Regions from separate parts of the Mus musculus genome. Here all the other regions are linked to region 1. A link is a contact called in public capture Hi-C and promoter capture Hi-C data. All regions are on one chromosome and are shown on one strand. Each heading gives the region's core, a stretch centred on a gene start, on an enhancer-like site or on the middle of the called end of the contact. The rest is flanking DNA. Distances are from core to core; before and after follow the strand shown. Region 1 holds the start of Lrrc71 (leucine rich repeat containing 71). Region 2 holds the start of Crabp2 (cellular retinoic acid binding protein II). Region 3 holds the start of Arhgef11 (Rho guanine nucleotide exchange factor (GEF) 11).

Region 1 (2,625 bases), core at 38-2,537:
AGGAGCCTAACACACCCTCTCAAACCTTCACTGTCCTGTGCCGATGATCACCGTCCCTGGACTGGGCTACTCAGAGTCACACTCACCTTTCTGCTGCCCCTATCTCTGTTTCCCATCTCCTCCATGCACAGCCAGCGTTTCTTTTTCTCTTTTACTCCCTTGGGTCACACTGTCTTGATGTATTGTTCTATAAGGAACTTAGTGCCTCCTGCCTCAGTACCCCGAGTGCTGGGATCACAAGTATGTGTGTGGGCTTTCTGTGCCCAGCAAACCCTGGCCTATCTGTCTTCCCTATGAAAGATGCTTTTTCTCCAGTTCCTTATACCCTGCCTATCCCTGGGCACTAGCGCTGACAGGAAAACAGCACCTGGCAAAAGGCAGACCGGCAGCATCTTTTCCCAGTGTTTTATTTCCATTGCAAGGAAAACGGGGTCCTGACCCTCTTTAATAACAAAAGCATCGAATTTGTATCAAGATGCCTTCTGATACATTCCCTTTTGTGCTTAATTGGTTCAAACTGAGTTCTGTCCCTTGCAACATGAGAAGCAATGGTCCTGTTAATCCAACTTTAATAGTTTTCTTTAAGCGTGCCAAAGCACAACTGTGACCATGGCCACAGAGAAGACACTCAAAAGTAACTGTTGTCTAAATGAATATCCATAGAGCTGTGTTCCTAAACCTTCCCACAGCCCCACGGGATCTTCTCACCACTGCCTCAGCCTTCTTTGACCTATCTTGTCACATCTTACAGTGCACGTCAGCTTCCCCAGGCAATGTGTACTCTTTAAGACCAACCCCTGAGGAGGTGGGATGTGCTGATCCACATTTGATCTCGGAGGAGATAGGTAGACCTCTGAGTTCGGGGTCAGCCTAGTCTGTAGAGCAAGTTGCTGACCAGTTTTAATTTTAAAAAAGAAAAAAAAAGAAAACGTCAAGTCCAATTAATCCAGCCCTGCCCCGCCAGCATACCCGGATTTTTTGGCTCGTCCTCTCCCACCGGGGGCAGGGTGCTTGCTGTCTTATCTTTAGCAGCCCGATCCCCCTTCTTGGTTACTGCTCCGGATGACTTCTGGGCCCCAGGACGCGGAGTCCTGGGTGAGGTCCCTGTAGTGCTTGGCTCACTTGACATAGGGGTGCTTTTGGACCCCTCGAGTGAGAGGCAAGATGAAACGGGACTCTGTGGGCCTCACCCCTAGGATCTCCACTCAGCCAAGCGACTCCGCGACTGCCCTCTCCAGGGCAACCCAGCCTGATTGGGTGGGGCTGTGGCCGGAGCAACGGGCAAAGAGTGCACGTGGAGGCCCCTGACTCTGCCAGAGCCAGAGCCAGTGGGCGTGGCTAGGCGTAGGGCATAGATGCGTGGAATCTAGGGCAGTGCAGCTAGGGCCCTAATGGTCTGTACTCTCTGTACTCGCAGAGGAGGTTGTGGGGGGAGAGGACAACGCACTGAGCTAGAAGGTTGTAGGGGAGAGAGAGTGCCTTGTGAAGGGCCCAAGTGGTAAGGGCTCGGGCTATGCTGAGTTCTTTGCCAGCTCTCCTCAGCTCCCTGGAGGTCTGGAGGCTTGTCTGCTGGTTTGATCTAGGAGGTCCCATCTTTACCATTTCGCCATCCCGGGCCCCTTTGAGTTGCTTGGCTCCTCATTCAGTACCACAGCAGCACGGATGCTGCTCTCTGCTGAGACTCTATCTCTGAGGAGAGCTCCAAACTAGGCTCTGGGGGACACTGGGGACACGGTATTGCTGGTACTTTGATTCAGCCACTCAGCTTTTAGAGGAACATTTATTGAGTGACTACCCTGTGCCAAGGAAACCAATAGTGAGTGAGCCTAAACACCAGAGTCCTGCATCAGAGAGCTGGCGATCAGCCTCTCCACTAGGGGGAGGCAGACGCTAATCTAGCAACAGGGGAAAGCACATCGGAGTGCAGCTTGAGCTGTGCATGTGACCCTGAGCCGTTAAACCCAGCACTCAAGAGGCAGAGGCAAGCAGAGCTCTTGAGTTCCAGGCCAGCCAGGACTACATAGTGAGACAGAGTCTCAAAAACAAAACAAAATGCAACAATCCCATCTTCTTGCCTGGTACCACTTCTGCCTTCTGTGGGTACGTGGAGAAGAGAGTAGCTATGAAGCAGATGTGGGGTGGGTGTTCTGTGGAATATGTGAAGGGCAAGCAGGACTCAACGGGTAACTTAGGAAGGCTGAACTTAGATGTGCCAATTCCTGGGCTGGGAAGTAGGGTGGCAGACAGCCTTCATTCTGGGAAAGAATGAAGCGAGACGGGAAAGGGAGACTGCAGGACCGTCAAGGCGTACCAGGAGGACAAACACCAGAGTCGGGGAGCAATCCTCTGAGCAAAGACATGGAGGATTACTGGGTGAAGGGCAGGCAGGTAGTTAGGGCCTGCTGCTGGTGGAGCTCTAACTAGTTAAGCTTGGAAGCTGACTACTAGATAAGATGGAAAGTGCAGAAGGCAGAACCTATACCTGACTCCCTCTAAAGCCAACTAGAGACACACACAGCCTGCCTGAGCATACACACAGAAAAGGTACCCAACACATACTTTTAAAAAAAATCGATCTAAAATCACACTTGTACAACAACATTCTGCCCACCAGCTTATGTCCAC
Region 2 (2,625 bases), core at 65-2,564, 200 kb after region 1:
TCTCAAGTTTTCCACACCCCATTATTCGGGATTGCCTCGATGAAGACCTGACTCGAGTGACACTGTCTGGCCTCTGAGTGAGGTTAATCCTTCAGGCCCTGTCCTCAGCTCAGTTCCACTCCCCAACCAAAGCCTGCCAAGTCCCCAGTTCACCAGGTCAGGGCTGCCTGTTCCAACCTTGGCCACCTAGATGAGAAGGGGCCAGGCAGGGACCTTGTTTGAGATCCTGAGGGGACTACGGGGATAGCCCCGGGAGACTGAGGGCGAATGCCAAAGAAAGGGCAAACACTTGTAGCTCCAGCACAGAGCAACGTTGTTTCTGGCTTTGGGTTACCCGCGTGCCTCCGAGGCCGCTCCTGTCCTTTCTGCTGTCTCGCTGTCTTTCCACTAGGGTTTCACCCACGTAAAAATCAGCCTCGGAGAGGCTGATTCACCGCACTTTCAGCTCTAGATAGGGACGTCTCAGACCCACCCCCTCCCCACACAGTCAGCCTTCCCCCAACCCCGGAGGCAACGCGGCAAGCCGCGGGGTGGGGGTGGGGGGTGGTGGGGGGCGCTTGGCGTCTTTCTCCCCCTCCTTGTGGCCCAGGGGGCCCAGGGAAGCGTAGCCACCGAGAAAGCGCCTTAATAAAAGAGTCGTGTCAAGTGATTGGCTGTGACCTCTGCCCTTCTAGCCTCGAGCCGGGGGCTCCTGCTTAACCCTTCATTGTCCGTCCAGGGCTTGGAGAGGAATGAATGAGTTGCCTTGTGCTCACTTCAGGCGTCCCCAGGCACTACTTGAACCCAGAGCTGAGTCAAGGGGTGGAGGACAGAGCAGCACCTCCCTGTCACCCAAAAGAACGCTTGAATTCCGAGCTGTTTCATTGAGTCCATTTCGACTGCCGGTTGCCGGGGGGGGGGGGGGGGGACAATTCTTGCGCTAGTGGGGTCTCCGGATGCCTGGAGCTGAGCTGTCCAGAGCACCAAATCTGGTAGAGAACTACTAGGGAACTGGTGAAACGGGACCTGTGTTCGCCCTGCAGGCCGAGAGAGCATCCGTGACCCAGGCGAGAGCCGTGCCCTGTTCTTGCCAGAGGCACAAACCCCGTTCTTGCCTTCTGACGCTTCTCGGTCCGCCTACTGATGCGGGAGAAGGGTATCTTGGCTCTTGGAGAACCCTGGACCCACCCACATTTCTAGAAACAGGAGGGATTCCGGAAAGGATGGGGGTGAAGTGGTCACAGAGCAGGGCCCCCAGGTGGTGTGGAAGGCGGGGCGGGGGCGGGGCCGCCTCATGCACCAGCTGGGTATAAAAGCCTAGAGCTCTGGCGCCCAGCGGCTGTGCAATTGTCCTCCACGCGGCTTGGTCCCCAGGTGGAAGGATCTGTTCTGCAAAGGAGACAGCAAAGTATCTTTAGCCTAAAGGACTCAGCGTCCAGTGTTCTAGTTGAAGATCTAAAGAGAAAGCCACCTTGCTGCCACTATGCCTAACTTTTCTGGCAACTGGAAGATCATCCGATCGGAAAACTTTGAGGAAATGCTAAAAGCTCTGGGTAAGGAGGTTTTCGTGAGTTGGGAAGGGAGGACAAGAAGGGCGCTGGGGTCTTTAGAGCAGAGGCCGAATAAACGGAAGGGGGCCGAATCAGGGAATGTACCTGGGAGCCTGCATCCTAGGAAAGGGGCGTGCCGGATACCCTGGGTCCTGGGGCACCAGGCCCAAGACTCTTAAATCCTACTTTCTGAGGCTGGGCGCCCACCAGTGCCAGCTTCAACGGTGACTCAGAGCCTGTGAAGCAAGTAGAAACCAGAAGCACGAGGTTAGTCTCAGGAGGGGTTGGCTAGCCTCGGCGCCTGGACCTGCTGACCAGGGCACCTGGCTCTGAGCTTTAAGAATCCAGAATCCAGGCAGGGAGCCCCTAGGAGACATTCCAAGATCTTTCCGCGTACCCTAACAGTAACCCAATCCAGGCGACAGGTCCATTATCCTCAACACTTGGCTCCGCCCACCAGGTGGTCCACCACTTCAGCTCCCCGACCCTCCCCCACACCTTGCACTTCCCACTCCAGTCTCCCCACCCCACCCCACCCCACCCCACCCCCACCTGTGAGACATATTTTCCTACAGCAACCGGCTCCCAAGCCCTAAAATCGCTCTGGACAATTACCACTTTCTTAGATTTCAACAAATGTCCTCGTGTGAAACACCAATCCCCATTTCCGAAAGTCTAGGATTGCCTCCCTCCTCGCCACAGACCAGCTGCACCCTGCGCAACTGGGCTGTTAGCCAAGGGTGGGAACACAGGAACCACCCAGACTTTCCCTACCCACCTTCTACTACCCTCTAGGATGCGACTGAGCTAGAAGGTATAGGAAAGGAGAGACATCTGCGGAGAGATGCAGTTAACCGCCCCAGGGAGTGGAAACTACCCCAGAGCCTAAGGGTCAGCATGCCTTCCATTTCTGCACTGGAGAGGAGCCCTGTGGTGGGGAGCAGGGGATACCCTTGAGGAGCTAGGGACTGTATAAGAGTGAGTCTGGAGCTAAAAAGAATGTTGCGAGGGCAGTAGGGCCTCTGTTCTCATCTTTCCTCGCTGTTCATTCTCTTTGTGTCAGCTAACCGCAATGATCCTTAGAGTCATACCCAGT
Region 3 (2,625 bases), core at 56-2,555, 130 kb before region 1:
ATTTTGCCTAAAAAATATGTTTCGCTTCCCTTTTCATATCCTATGTCTTATAGGATTTCTCTCCAAGAGAGAAGGTTCTGAGTGGAAACTGCTACCCAGCAACCCCCTAGAACACACATAAAGAGGCTGAGTTTGGGTGGCTGTGAACTTGCTCTCACAATGCTGAGAAGGGTAAGAGGGTGGCACTTACTCACCAGCCATTCTTGGCCTACTCAGCAAGCTGGGGCTGTGGAGAGAGACCAGGCTCCAGAGAAGGGGTGAGGTTGTTTGGCATTTGAGGAAGAATGCCACCCACACTTGTCCTCTGGGCTCCACAAGCACACCTGTGGAAGAGCGCAGCAATTGTTAAGGTTCAGATGGCAAGCACTCAGAAATTTCAAGAAGTTGTTTCAAGAGTCACAGTGCTGCTCCCCACGGTTATAGAAACAATATCAACTCCAATAGCTCTAGTGGTAGAGGTCAGTAGTCCACCGTCCTCATCCATGCGGAGATGGGTTTTTGCTGGTGCCTCTGCCTTTAGGGGTTTGTACTCCTAGAAGTAACCCCAATAAATCCACTGGCTGTTGAGAACAGGCTTCAGTAAAACTGTTGGTGCACTATCTAATGTTAACAGATGTCTGGTCTCACCAGGAAGTCACATATTACACACACACACACACAAAATAACAAAGTGTATTCATCAACCTGTACTGGAAAAGTCTCCTTTTTACTTCAATCTTTACTTCTGACTTCCGACAGTTACTTGAAGAGATTTAGAAACCGTGATTTCACGAAGGGGGTGTGTGTCATCGAAATAACATTGCCCTGCAAAGGCTTTTGCATTGAAATTAAAAGGCAGAGCCATACAAGATACCCAAGCTAAATCGAGTACAGCCGCGAGGGGAGAGACGGTGGGTGCTCAGAGGGGCGAGGGCACAGCTAAGAGGGTTCCTGGTAACTTGGAAAGGAGCGCGACAAATGAGTGAAAACGGGCAGAGGAGGACGGGACCGCAGCGAGAGCGCAGACAGAGGCGCGGCCAGCGGACACTGCGGAAACAAAGGTCGAGTCTCTGGGACAGCAGCACCGGGAGCAGCTAGGCCGCAGCGCGCGGACCGGGGGCGCGCGGGGCTGTGAAAGGGCGGGCGGCGCCAAGGAGGAGCCAGCGGCCGGCCCGGGCGAGCGGAGTCCGCCGTGGCGGGGCTGTGGCGAGGCGGGGCGAGGCGGGGCGGTGGCGGGGCGGGGCGGAGCGGGGGTGGGGCGGAGCCGGCCGGCGGCAGCGGGCTTGGCCTTAGCGAGCGAGCGCGCGCGGGGGCGGGGCCGGAAGCGCAGCGGCCGCGACGCGGACGCCGGGAGCGGCCGAGCGGGGAGGCTGTGGCTGGCGGGCGGGTGGGCACGGAGGCCGAGGCCGCGGCCCGGGCTCTCCGCGCCGCTGTGGAGGGCGCCCTGGCCCTAACCGAGCCGCAACAATACTAGGAGCGGGTCGCCGGACACGATCGGCGGGCGAGGGGGAAGCGGGACTACCGCTCCAGAGCGCTGCGGCGAGAGAGACTTTCGGAGCCTGGACGTGCTGGAGCACACAGAGCTGACTGAGGAAATTGTCTGAGAAAAAGGCCGATCTGAGGCTGGGTTAGGTGGAGGAACCTGCAAGTCGAAAGGGAAAAGAAGGTTTAAGATTTCCTGGGGGTTTGGCCAATGCTACCGTTTTGAAGGTAGAAAGCATTGCGCTTCAGGTGTTTTGTGATTGTTGTGTGTGTGTCTGCACAATTGGTTCATTTCAGAATTCAAAAACCTTTACTGTAGAAGAAGATGGTTGTTTTGTTTTGATTTTTAAAAGAAATCCGCAAATTTTGCTTCCCAGGGCTGCACTGGACCGTGTTGTGTACATACTGCTGTGTGGTTTTATTTATTTTAACTGTGCAAATCGTCTGGAAGATTTTTCTCCCAAGTGCCATTTCGGATTTGTTCAGCCTTTTTGTTTTGTTTTGTTTTGTTTTTGTTTTTCCTTCCCTGGAATAATTCTGCTGTTGGCATTTTAAGCATTTGGAAACCAGAGATTTTTTTTTTCAACCTTTGGAGCTTAAGGCTTCCCTGTCAACAGAAGGACAGCTGGGGAAACTGGATTGAAAGGATGGCTTTTATCTGTCTGCAACTAAGACTGATATTTTGAAGTCAGATTCTTTCTGTGGTTCAGTTTTTAGCCCGTAGGGCTAACCTTGAAGAGATTTGTGGTTAACAGTTTGGTTTCTAAGAAGGTCATAGTTTTTCCTCTCTTTTTTTCTTTTCATTTTCTTTTTTAAGACGAGGGAGGGGAAGGTTAAGGGTGAAGGAAGGAGGAGACCATGTTAACCGATAGAAGCAGAATAGCACTGCAGTTACCAGGGTCCTGACAGCTGGAAGAAACAAGGATTCAGTCTTCAACTTGGGAGGCCTTCCTCTCACCTTCCTTCAAAATTGCAAGGGACTCAGGCCTGATCAAGACGCCCAAAGAAACTACAGGATTCCAGAACTGTGGAGACACGGAGAAACCATGAGCATACGGTTGCCCCATAGTATAGACAGGTATGTTTAAATAATTGAGGATTTTTTTTTTCCAACACTTATTAAAATGACTGGGGGGGAAGTGTTGTGTTTGCCTGGCTGGGCTG

The links. Promoter capture Hi-C pulls out the DNA fragments that hold promoters and counts their contacts. Capture Hi-C pulls out chosen DNA fragments and counts their contacts.
Region 2: a capture Hi-C map of embryonic stem cells shows a contact between it and region 1, with 2.3 times the contacts expected there. The contact joins the promoter of Crabp2 here to the promoter of Lrrc71 in region 1. A contact is called at or near these places in 1 of 39 promoter capture datasets (3T3-L1-derived adipocytes), 1 of 15 datasets of contacts at CTCF or cohesin (embryonic stem cells), 1 of 115 datasets of contacts at active chromatin or transcription factors (embryonic stem cells) and 3 of 9 other capture datasets (embryonic stem cells, liver and pancreatic islet).
Region 3: a contact with region 1 is called in a promoter capture Hi-C map of embryonic stem cells, with 5 times the contacts expected there. The contact joins the promoter of Arhgef11 here to the promoter of Lrrc71 in region 1. A contact is called at or near these places in 17 of 39 promoter capture datasets (the 3T3-L1 cell line, 3T3-L1-derived adipocytes, the C10 cell line and 11 more), 3 of 484 Hi-C or Micro-C datasets (the N1E-115 cell line, brown adipocytes and embryonic stem cells), 3 of 115 datasets of contacts at active chromatin or transcription factors (acute myeloid leukemia, memory CD8 T cells and stem cell-derived neural progenitor cells) and 3 of 9 other capture datasets (adipose tissue, liver and pancreatic islet).

What each region holds. Positions count from the first base shown.
Region 1 is chr3:87,747,336-87,749,960 of GRCm38.p6, forward strand. It overlaps Lrrc71 (leucine rich repeat containing 71), which reads right to left and starts at 1,288. Exons shown (of 15, transcript NM_028971.1): 1 at 970-1,288. The coding sequence starts at 1,129. Pear1 (platelet endothelial aggregation receptor 1) reads right to left here. Exons shown (of 25, transcript NM_152799.2): 25 at 1,762-2,625.
Region 2 is chr3:87,947,379-87,950,003 of GRCm38.p6, forward strand. Crabp2 (cellular retinoic acid binding protein II) reads left to right here and starts at 1,315. Exons shown (of 4, transcript NM_007759.2): 1 at 1,315-1,532. The coding sequence starts at 1,463.
Region 3 is chr3:87,616,254-87,618,878 of GRCm38.p6, forward strand. Arhgef11 (Rho guanine nucleotide exchange factor (GEF) 11) reads left to right here and starts at 1,306. Exons shown (of 40, transcript NM_001003912.2): 1 at 1,306-2,539. The coding sequence starts at 2,508.